Linked DNA regions of Zea mays: region 2 is linked to region 1. The links are chromatin contacts, called in public Hi-C maps. All regions are on one chromosome and are shown on one strand. Each heading gives the region's core, a stretch centred on a gene start, on an enhancer-like site or on the middle of the called end of the contact. The rest is flanking DNA. Distances are from core to core; before and after follow the strand shown. Region 1 holds the start of LOC103650547 (protein MODIFIER OF SNC1 1). Region 2 holds the start of LOC100282948 (ATP-citrate synthase).

The links. A called contact is a pair of places that touch in the nucleus more often than the background predicts.
Region 2: a Hi-C map of leaf shows a contact between it and region 1, with 2.7 times the contacts expected there. The contact joins the promoter of LOC100282948 here to the promoter of LOC103650547 in region 1. A contact is called at or near these places in 8 of 25 Hi-C or Micro-C datasets (bundle sheath, ear, endosperm and 2 more) and 1 of 3 datasets of contacts at active chromatin or transcription factors (leaf).

The regions. Positions count from the first base shown.
Region 1 is chr3:129,739,714-129,745,831 of Zm-B73-REFERENCE-NAM-5.0, reverse strand. It overlaps LOC103650547 (protein MODIFIER OF SNC1 1), which reads right to left and starts at 2,197. Exons shown (of 9, transcript XM_008676125.4): 1 at 1,601-2,197. The coding sequence starts at 1,632.
Region 2 is chr3:130,026,430-130,032,547 of Zm-B73-REFERENCE-NAM-5.0, reverse strand. It overlaps LOC100282948 (ATP-citrate synthase), which reads right to left and starts at 3,374. Exons shown (of 11, transcript NM_001155853.1): 1 at 3,079-3,374; 2 at 1,766-1,942; 3 at 1,422-1,664; 4 at 1,266-1,317; 5 at 1,057-1,171; 6 at 841-922; 7 at 583-678; 8 at 301-402; 9 at 101-217. The coding sequence starts at 3,177.

The DNA of each region.
Region 1 (6,118 bases), core at 948-3,447:
CAATACAATCATCTTCGTGTTCTACGTTATCTTCGTGAAACTATCTCTCGTCGTTCGTTATTTCCTTGCTCTAGCTCCTTGCAGCTTCATGCCTATTGTGATACGACTTGGGCTAGTGATTCCTCGGATCGTCGAGCACTTTCTTCTTATTGTGTTTTTCTTGGTGGTTCCCTCATTGCGTGGAAGACTAAGCAGCAGCTAGCAGTTTCCCATTCGAGCGTAGAAGCTGAGTTGCGTGTTATGTCTCTTGCGATGGCAGAGGTGACTTGGCTATGGTGGTTGCTTGTTGATTTTGGTGTTTCTGTGTCTATATCGACTCCTCTTTTGTCTGACAGTACAAGTGCTATTAATATTACTCATGATCTGGTGAAGCATGGGCTTACTCAGTATATTGGTGTTGATGCTTATTATACATGAGCATAGGATGATGCCATTGGTCTTTGATATGTGTCTTGAGTTTCAGTTGGCTGATTTCTTCACCAAGGCATAGACCAGAGATCAGCATCAATTCTCTCTCTAAACTCAATGTGATTGATCCACCTTGAGTTTGAGGGGATGTTAGATGTGTATTTATGTTTTCATGTATTTTTCCATTGTTTAAGGGATTTAGTGCATATTTACCTTCATGGGTCGGTGTATATATATTGGCCTTAGGGCCTCATGTTTAATGCAAGTGCTATTAATAGCAATGTTATTATACAAACATTAAATTTGGGATTCTCAACTTAAATATTATTTCCTCTTATCACAAATGTAAGTCCATTTAGGACTGTCGTAAGACAGCCTTTTTTCAATTTTTACTGGTAATATATTAATATATATATATATATATAATTATCCTAATGAGAAGAGTTATATATTCTAAAGTAGTTTTCACAATGAATCTGCTAGTTTCAATCTTCTGTTGAAAAATTTAAACCGATGGTAAAGATAAGAATAAAGTTTGACATGACAAAGACAAACCTAGAAGAACTTATAGTTGTGATCAGAGGTTAGTACAAATAGAGGCATAGAGCATCCAAGCTTTTTACTAACCACACCATAAAATCACAAATAGATGACACAGAAAAATTAAGCAAAAAAACAGAAGGGGTGACTTAAATATGAAAAAAAACGTAAGCAAACTATCAAGAGAGGAGGACCATCTGCACAAGATCGTAAGCAGAAATCCAGAATTTCCAGGACGAGCTCACAGCACAGATCATAAATCACTGCATCATTTAACAGTCTCTGGTGTTGTCCACGCAAGTTGGATTACTGGACACATCCAATGTCCAAACCAACAAAACCTTCATATAATTCTCACAAATAAAACACTTTGGTCCTCACATGATGACACAAGTGCCACACCAGCTGAGCTCTGTAGCTCTATTGAGCCGATTGGCCAGCAGCTCAGTATCAAACCCAAACATCCAAAAGCTAGCATCTATACCTCTCCGACACCCCCACTCCCCCACACCAAACAAATACTTTTTCTATTTCTTTAAGAAAAAAGCCACACGTATCAATGCACATGCACTACACGATCAGACCAGAATTGCGAATGAAAAGATAGGAAAATAATTGTATCGTTTGGGAGCGTGGGATGGAGATCACGAACCTCCTGTCCGTGGTAACCAGGCTCGAGGCCATGGTCCCACTTCCCCGCAAAGCAGCTCCCCCGCGGAAACCACCTCTCTAATTCCCCGGTGTTGAATCGAGCGGAACCAACTGCGGAGCGAGATCGAGGTATCTGGGACCGCCTCCAAGGAGGCGCGGGGAGGCAGGGGAACGCCGAAACCCTAGGCGGTCGAACGGACGGAGCGATCAGGGGGGATGGGGTTCGCTCGATCAGCAGCGTAGGACGCGATGGGGGTGCCGGAGCAGGAAGGGGGAAACGGGTCCTCGTCGCCCTGCCGGTCCGGCGAGCGGCGGGGGAGACAATGACAGGTGGGGCCGCTCGTCAGAGTTGGAGGCGGAATGACGAGGCGACGCGGGGAGGGGAAGAGGGAAGGTTGGGGAGGCGCTCGTGAGAGCGATAATGAAGGATCTGGGAGGACGGACGCGTGGCGTGGCGGGAGTGGACGTGGGGACGGAAGCCCGTGCTCTCGTGGCACAGATGTCAAAGGAAACCACGTGGCGGAACAGGAGCGGAGGAGATCTGTAAATGGTGTGGCTTCAGGGAGCATAGGATCCGGTGTCCGGCTTGGGGGTGAATGAATTTGGCTGGCCACGTCGAACCCCATGATTTGGACGTTCCGTGCGACCCAAGGATATCAAAGAGGCGATAGTTTAATACTCCTTGCGTTGCAAGTTTGCTACCAATACCGTTTTGAGCAACTATCTTATCTTTTATTTTAGGAACAATTGAATCTATACCATTAAAAGATCCAAACTTTAGATATATACCATGGACCCCACATGTCATTGACTCATGTGGACCCACATGTAAGTGAGATAGTAATGGTATGGATCCAAAGTAGTGATCTTTTAATGGTATGGATCCAAATTTCCCTTTATTTTATTCTATATTTAAACTTTACTTTAAAAATAGTTTAACTTACAGTATAGCTTTTTATTTTACACGATATATCGTTGACAACTAAATAGTAATGGCACAAATCCTCGTTCATCCTTTTTCCTTTTTATAGCTAGGTGTTTGTATGTTGCGACGACATCTATATATAATAAAGTAGACCTTGTTTAAATGTAGTTGTGAAACGCGTTCTAAAACTTTGTTGTCTTTGTCCATATGTGTGAATCCTATCTATGCATTACTTCTTTCTTTCATTTGTTTCAACACCTCTTATTCGTATGTCCAGGGCCGGCCCTGAGCCTATGCGAGGGAGGCGACGGCCGGGGGCCCAAAACTATTAGGGGTCCAATATTTAGTATCTATAACACCATATAATACACCAGTTTACACTTTACAAAACACATCCAACCAAATAATCCACACACATATAATATTTACGAAATCCATCAAACAAATTGCACCTATATTTAACATAACATCAAAATTAACGGTTCAGATCGTTGAATAACATCATATATTTTGCTCACTCAAATCAAATGAACAATATTATTTGATCATCCTTTAGCCCTCCCCTCCTCGCATCCCCACCGCCATCAATCCCTCCCCTCGCGTCACCACCGTCATCGTTCACCCCTCTCCTCTTTACAGGAACGTAGCGTTAACACGGATTATATGCTAGTAGTAAAATAGTATATGTAGCCAACAGGGCGGGAGGGCTGGGCACATGGATGCCCGGCGCACACGGACAACGTGGCACGCGTTGCCCACTGCTCAGTCGTCACGCTCATGTCCCTGAGCGTCTATGAGACCACACCCTCCACACGATCGTCGTTCGCCATCTCACCGATCCAACCCTCCAGGATTCCAGGGAGCTGGGCATCACTGCGCTAGCCTCCAGACATGCATAGTCGAGCAATCAGAATTTATGTTATTCAACGACTGTCGTTCTTATTTTTCAACCTGCGAAGTGCTAATTTGTACCGACGTATATTTTCTAGCTTCTTAGATTTTTTAAAAAACTAATTTCAATACACATCATCATTTATTTACGAAGCATTAATATGCCCCGCTGCATAATATAGATTTTTTATAGTCTAGAGGGCTGTCGGTGTTTTGGGTCCGACCGCACACCCGGGGTTGCCCCTCAAGGTGTTTTTTAGGAGTAGGACGGTGTTACCGACTGTAGCTCAATGGTTCGTGCCGGGTGCACGAGAAATAGTAAACAATGGTTTACAGGTTCGGGCCGCTTTGAGATGCGTAATACCCTACATCCTGGCGAGAATGCTTTATGTGATTGGTTACAAGGGAGCTCTCTAGTGCGGGAAACGTAGAGAGTTGAGGTGGATGGCTGAGTAGTGAGTTCGATCGTTCTGAAGGGGTGTCCCCTAGGCCTTATATATTCGACCGTGGGGCATTACATGCGGATATGATAACAGTATGCGCCTAAATGATAGTGAACCAATTGAGTCTATCTTCCTATAGTTCCGCCGACCCATCCTCGCTTGGTTCCGTTGTACGGGGTTCCAGCGCGGGAAGGTCAGGTCACTGTTGTCCTTACTTGCTCGAAGTCATTGGGCCGTTTGGGCTCGCACCGATCCGGCCTTACGTCAATCTGCTTCACTGGTCGTTCCTTCCCAGGCCCACGAAGGGATGACCTTACGATTTATTGGGTCCTTGGGCCTTTCGTGAGGTCTTTTATCCTTCCAGTGGACTCGGGGGATATCTGTCCCCCACAAGCCCCCGATCTTTGAGTTGATTTTGAAATAATCGGCCCAAAGATCCTAGGTACAGGAGTATTTGTGATCATCGAATCACATTTCTGATTGCCTTATTTGTAATGATAGCGCTTTGGTGGTTGCGGCCGAGTCATCCGAAATCCCGTCGTTGCTTTAAGAATGACGGCCGAGTTACGGTGGGTCGTGTCGGCGTTTTAGAGATAACGACCGAACGGTTGCTGATGATATCGGCGTTTTAGAAGTAACGGTCGAATCCTTTGGAGCTACCTTATCGATTTAGTGATAGCGGCCGAGTGATGGATGTGACATTGGTGTTTTAGAGGTAATCAGCCGAGTGACTAATGGCAATATCGGCGTTTTAGAGGTAACAGCCGAGTGATTGACGGCAACGTCGGCGTTTTAGAGGTAACGGTCGAATGACTGATTGTGACGTCGGCGTTTTAGAGGTAACAGCCGAGTGACTGATGGTGATGTCGGCGTTTTAGAGGTAACAGCCGAGTTAGAACGGGCCGCGTCGACCGTTTGGGAAATAACGGCCGAGTGATGACATGGCACGCCAGCTTTTTTAGGAATAGCAGCTGAGTGATGACATGGCAGGCCAGCATTTTAAAAATAACCATCGGGTGATGACTGGGCGCTTTCTGGAAACGGTATCTGGCCTGGGAAAACCCCATATGTACTGCATTGTTGCGTGCCTCTGCTTTCCGTGCCCTAGTTCTTGCTTTTCTGCATCCAAGCCTTCTTTGCGCCCGTGCGATACTGCTTTCGCTCCGCTTGCCAGCAAGATTGAGATGGCGCCCAAGCGGAAAGCATCAAGTTCATCTGTTGCTGTCATTCCCCCCATCGATCCCAACAGCCAGTTGCCTTTCGCAGGTAACCATATGTCTGTTGTTTCTGAGTCTGATCTTCTCCATCTCGTGTCCATCGGAGTTCTGCCTCCGAAGGAGCTCTGTTCTTGGCGGATTTGCCACGGGGTCACTGTTCCAACAGAGGACACCTACGAATCCGTTGTTTATGTTCCTTTTCTTCTCTGCGGTCTTGCTCTTCCGATTTCCCCCTTTTTCCGCGGTCTTCTTGATTTCTATCACTTGAATCTGACCCATCTGAACCCCAATTCTATTCTGCAAATCTCCATCTTTGTTCATTTATGTGAGGCTTTTCTTGGCATCCTGCCACACTTTGGACTGTGGAAATATTTGTATCATTGCCGCCCTGGTATGGCCGGAGGACAGCACCACCTGGTGGGGGTGCGAGCTTGGAGATGCGCCGCGGAAGGAAGACTGATTATCTCGACATCCCCCTCAAGGAAAGCATTAAAGGATGGCGCTTGGAGTGGTTTATCGTTGAGAATCACGGAAATTCTCTCCCCCCACGGTCAGGGAGACAGCCGGATGTTCACGCTCCTAGCTGGACCGAATCCCCCACAGACCAGGATGTGGCTGAGGCAGGAGTTCTGCTAGCTGAAGTTGGGGTGTTGAAGGAGAGGGGTCTGACTATTGAGGCTGTGGTTGCTGACTTTGTCTTCAAGAATATTCAGCCATTGAAGGACAGGGCATACCCGGCCTATCTGTACTGAGGCCTGGCTGACTCCACCTGGGTCACCAATAGAAGAATTACTGTTGTGGACTTGGTGAGCTGGCTCGAAATGATACTCAGAGGCAAGGTATCAAATGTTGGTGCTCCTGTTGCCTACTCGGCCTGGAACTTGCCTCCTTCCAAGGCCTTTACCCATTTCATGTCAAATCCTCCTGCTGGTGATGGCGGTTTGGGCCTTAGAGTGCGACCCTCTGCCGAAGAAGTTAGTGCTTTGGTTGTTTTGCTTGAAGAAATTCCTGATGATGAACGGCAGGTTCACTTTGAGGTGCCT
Region 2 (6,118 bases), core at 2,125-4,624, 290 kb before region 1:
CAGAAACAAAATAACAAACAAGATTGGTGAAGATTTAAATAGAGATAGGTGGGAGTGGTTGGGGAATTGAACGGCTAACTAACTTCGTGGCCCAATTTACCTTCTCTCTTAAAGCCCGAATGATGCCACTAAATGTAGAAGCAACATCTGTGAAGTTAGCGATTCCTCCTCCGATTAGAAGGGCTCTCTTACGGCCATCAGGATCAGAGGTAGCGCACTGCACGAGTTGAAAACATATTCATGAAAGATATATGTAACGAACAGAAAAGATAGACAGCTGAAAGGTTCTACTGTTCTTACATCCAAAAGCACTCTAGCATACTGCAGAACCTCCTCCTCCTTGGGAGCTCCACTGTACTCTGCATAATTTCCTAGCTCCGAAGCATATCCCAAATCACCAACCTGGTATGCAAGAGGAACTATCAGATTATTGCAACATGCACCTCACAGATGGCACATTTTATCACTAAATATAAGGTCCTTCTAGAAATCCATTTCATCATATCATCCAAAGTTAACATGAAAAGATATCAATAGGTGCAAAGAAACTTGAAGGAGGGTCTGCATGAAATTCAGACTTACAGTGTCTGCGTATATGACACTAGCACCACCACCTGCAACCATTGTCCAGATGCGTCCTTTTGGGTTCAGTACCGTGAATTTCAGAGAAGCACTTGTCTGCAAGAAGAGAAGTGGTTCACTACTTAAATCTAGTGGAACATACAGAACTGTCAATAAAAGTTAATCCAAATAGAAATGTAAACACTGGAAAATGAAATAATTACTTCAAGGAGAAAGGTTGGAATCGAATGTAAGTTGTCCACTTTTACATGAACATACCTTCTCATCCAGTTCATGGATAAAACTTTCGGAGGGACTGAGAACTCTTCCAAATGGTAGGGGAAACACAATATTGCCCCACCTGTACATGAAAATAATGGCTGTTATGATTGACAATATAGTAGAAAAACGTCTCCCTTTCACATAAAAATGGCTGGTACAATTAATATGGAGGCAACTGAGATCTGTGAGGTACATCGAAAGCATGAATCATACTTATTGAAGTTTTTGAAAGCAGCTGTGTCATCTAGTTCTCCTCTCATATCCAGAGGATACGGTTCACCATTTACCAAGGTGAATGGGTTCATCTCAAGAAATGAGAAATCCAAGTCTGCAAAAGAACCAATGAGCATCTTATGTTGAGTGTTGAAACTGGAAAAGCAACAACTACAAACTGTCTGCCTTTGAAAAGCAAGAGTGAGTACCTTGGAAAACAGAAAATACAGCTCTAATGAAACCACCTATCTTTGTGCGGACCTGAAATTCAAGCACGGATCATCAATGAGAATCAACTGAGAACTGATGGTTAATCAAGAATCTGAGAATTGTCAGCAATAAAGAGTTCCAAGCCAATAGCTTACCTCCAATGGCAGGGTGGCAATCAATGGAGCACATGCGTCAGGTGTCATTTGCTTCTCTGTGGGAAGAAAGATAGTCTTAACCTTGTCCCAGTTCTCCTCGATCTCAATACCTCCACATTCTGAGAAACTAATGGTGTTGCCAAGCCTTTCAGATACAATCGAAAGGTAGTACTCTTGGTCATGTGGCACAAATGGTTCAACTATGAAGGTTGTAATTGGAGCTTTGCAGCCACCCATCTCGACCTAGATAAGTGAGCAAATTCATTCATAAAGATAATAAATAGCTTTAGTAATCAAAGTTTGTGCTGGTAAAAAACATGGGAATATGTTAGTCGTGACAGTACCTCAACTCCCAACCGCTCCTTGACAAATTGGCGAACTTGGGCAAGATCTAGGTTGAGGGCCACAAGCCCACTCTTCCCACGTTTCCCAAAGAGCATGTCAGGTTTCACAACCAACTTCATAGATGAGAGCCACGGCTCCTGGTTTGCAAGCTCAGTGAAATCCGTTGACTGTGTGACCTGTGATTAAGCATTCTGAATTCAATCATCTCATCTTGAGGAATATGTAAAAAGACGAGAAATTTGGATTTTGCCATTACAAAGAAGAGCTCAACAAAGAATGGGCTTCACAAAATTGCCACCAGACCCACATTGCATAGACTCAGATGGACCCACAATTCATAGACTTAGTGGCAATCATAATCAACGAGACAATCTTTGTAATGGCAAAAATCAGGGATGCTATAGTGAATGAAAGAAACATAAATATAATGAAAGAAGCAACTCACTAGGGAGTAACCAAACTCGATCTGTGTTTCTACAACCAATAAACCTAGCAAACACAAAACACTAAGGCGCCGTTCGGTTGTTACGGATTGGTGGGTCGGAACGATTCCTAACCGGATTGATTCTCTAATTTATATAAACTTTGATTAGCTGGAACGATTCCGGGTGCAATCCGGCACAAATGAACAAGGCCTAAACAAGTGTACTTTCTAAGAGAACACGAATAAAGTGAACTCTTTGTTCCTATCGGTGAATGGCAACTAAAAAACGAAGACAAACTTTTGGCGTTGCCTAGATGATGTTGTTTCTGACACACGCCCTGTTTATCAAAGATTCAGAGTAAAATTCCTTTCAACCAAACTACTTAAACCAAACTATGAGATACTGATACTTAAGAAATTTCTGGTTTTTATGGAGGTTGAGATTTCAATGACCACAACATTAATAGACCCTGGAAACCCATTTTAGCAACCCAATTATTAAACATTTCTTATACCTCCATAACAAAAGGAAGACGTGCTGAGCATTCCAACCTCCAGTTCACCTACTAATAACGAAATGATCAGCCCAACGAACCGCCTCTACCGCAAACGCCCAGGCTTCGAAGCCTGGCCCCGGAATCCTAAGAGAGCGAGCTGACTGCGGACCCCGATCCTGTTCCTACGGTGAACGCGCAGCCCCAGAAGAGTCAGGGGCAGGGGCAGGATCCGGGGCCGGCACCGCCGAGATCCACACACACACGCCTAGCGGCCCGATCCCCCCCCCACCCGACCCACAGACGACAAGGCGATCCGATGCGCACGAACCGCACCGCACCGCAGGAGAGCGAGGAGCAGGGGAAAGAGAGGACTGGGGAGTGAGTGGCCGACCTGCGCGGAGAGGATCTGGAGGTCGATGCCGGCGAGGCGCTTGAGGTGCTCCCGGAGGAGGCGCTTGGAGTCGTACTCCCGGATCTTCTTCCGCGCCATCGCCGCCGGCCGAGTCGAGCCTTGTGGAAGCTAAGGGGAGGAGCAGGCGCGTGCGTGCGTAGCTGCAGCGAGCGAGCGAGCGGCGGCCTGTGCTCGGGATTCGGGTTCGCCGTGCGCGGCCGCGGCGCGGACTGGACGGACGGTTTTTATAGCGAGGCCGCAACGGAAGAAGGGAAAAGCGGCGGGCAGCCGCGACCGCGATGCGCCGTGGTGGTTGTTGGTTTCTATCGGTCACTGGTTGGGTGGCCCCCTCGGGCGGTTTGGTTTGGTGGAGGCGGATGGGATCAGGTTGGGTTGGTGCGGCGAGTGGTGTGACATGCTAGATTGCTAGCACAGTCTCCGTGCCCCTCTACTTTTGTTTGGTTAATGTTACGGTAGAAACCCTTTAGAGTATGTAAAATAGTGGACGTAAAATGTTTAAAATAAAGGATAAGATATAAGATGAAATAAGAGATCTACTGGAGATAAACTAAAGATTGTTTGGAGCAAGAATATTGGAGAGGATTAAGAGAGCTAGAATTCTTTGGCGGGAGCTAGAGCCTCACTGTTAGTGTCGATATGGGCTCCAATCATTTTTGAGCTGTTCCACTTGGCGGCCTTAATGCGGTGGCACGGACGGTCCGCGATCTGACAGAAGGAACGATGTTCTCCGCGCCGAGCCAGACGGTCCGCGCCTAATGGCCGGAAGGTCCGCATGTGCGTAGGGCTGGCAGCGTTCGCCAACGGCACCTGGACCTCGCCCCTCGGAGGGATCCGTCAGAGAGGAGAGATCCTAGGGTTTTTCTTGGAATCGGTAGGCCACTCAAGACGCCTCTAGACAACGTAGAGTCGAAGAGAAGTGAAGATTGATACAAAGAACGATACGTTCCTCGCTACTCCTAGGGCAAGAAAGTAGAGGAATTGAAAAACGGGTTGACTGGTTTGATTGATGGGTGTTTTAATCGGTCATACCCCTTCAAATATATAAGGGCGAGGTCTGGACCCGTTCCTAGGCATTCTCCAACAACTCCCGCGAGTTTAGAGGGATAAACACACGCGGAGAAAAGGATTTCAACTGCCTGATCTAATCCTATCGCGGACTGTCCGTGCCTATGGGCGAACCATTCCGCAGGCCTGACAGTCCTGACCTCTTGGTCGGACCGTCCGAGCATGCTCAGTGCCACAAATGGTGCTCAACACATGCCTCCTTCCTTTTGGGAAAGTTGAGCGAACCAAAAGCACTTGTGCAGTTTGGACCCAACTTGATATTTCAATATCAGTTTATCTAAGCATTTTGTCACATACTAGGATGATATTGCTTCAAGAAACGACCATTCAGCATCTTGGGTAGGTCCTCACCTTGCAAAGTTTGTAACATGTAGGCATTACCAACGATTACTTGTGTGATTATGTAAGGGCCTTCCCAACTTGATGACCATTTGCCAAATTTTCGGTCCTTGCTTCTTAGTGGCAAGACGGTCTTCCACACCAGGTCTCTAACCTAGAATGATTTAGTTTTGACCTTCTTGTTGTAAGTTTTGGCAACCATAATCTTGTCTTTCTCGGTCTCTCCTAGAGCCACCAATCTTTGTCGGTTAGTTCATCAATATTGTCCATAATCAAATTATAATAATCCTTGACAGTTAGGTCATTCTGTCTGGCACTGATAACATTTAGGCTTATCTCCACATGTAAAATAGCTTCTTGTCCATAAACAAGATCAAAAGGAGAGACTTTAGTAGCACGGTGTTTAGATATTCTATAAGCCCATAGAGTCTTAAACAAAACCTTATTCCAATGCCTAGGATGATCAAATATCTTCTTCTTTATAAGGCTAATCAATGTCATGTTACTAAACTTGGCCTATCCCTAGGCCTGAGTATAATATGGAGAGGAACTGGACAATTTGATCTTATATAATTCAGCAAACTCACGTACCTCCTTTGACATAAAAGAAGTCCCCTGGTCCATGGTCAAAGTTTGAGGAATGTCGAATCTTTAAATGATATGCTCAGTTATAAACTCAATTACCTCCTTACGTGTCATATTCTTCAGAGCAATGACTTCAGTCCATTTGGTGAAGTAATCTATGGAAACTAACACAAACTAATGCCCCTTTGACGATGAAGTATGAATTTCTCCTACAAAGTCCAAACCCCACCCCTAAAGGGCCAAGGTTTGATAATAATATGTAGTTCAGCCATGGGGACTAACTTTAGATCACTGAACTTCTGACATATTTGACATCCTTTGTAGTATGTAAAACAATTAGCTATCATGTCAGGCCAATAGATGCTAGGCCTTCTTAATAGTTACTTCATCTTTAGAGCCAATTGATGAGTACCACAAATCCCTTCATGTACTTAGTCCATAGCTAATATAGCATCAACCCAGCCCAAGCATTTAAGCAAGACATCGTCAACAGTTCGGTGGTAAAGTTCATTGTCAATTAAAATATATTTGAAAGTTGTACGTCGAACATTCCTGTTTGTCCTAACACTAGGATTACGTAGGTAATTACTTATAGGCGTCCTCCAATCAATTACATCAACTATATTGTAAGCCTAATTGATCAAGGAAACGTCTCTATTACCTGTGAACGGTCCAGACTCCTTGTTTGAATGATCCGATCCTACAACGGACAGTCTGGCTATGTAGCCCGGACGGTCCGTGACTTGGGAACTTGGCGCAACACCATTTATCGGACTTTTAGAATTATGAAATCTCCCACGCTTTATCTGATAACCTGATGCATCTTGTGCCAAGTTATTAGCTCTACAATTCTCATGTATGGATATATGTCGAATATTGAGTTCGTCAAAAGAATGGATTATGTCCCAACATTTTTCAAGATAACTATTTAAAGTGTCATCTAAACATTGTTTTCCTCTAAAATTTGCTGGCAATTAGCTAAGAATCACCAAATGCCCTCACATGTTTCACTCCCATATAACCTAAAAGT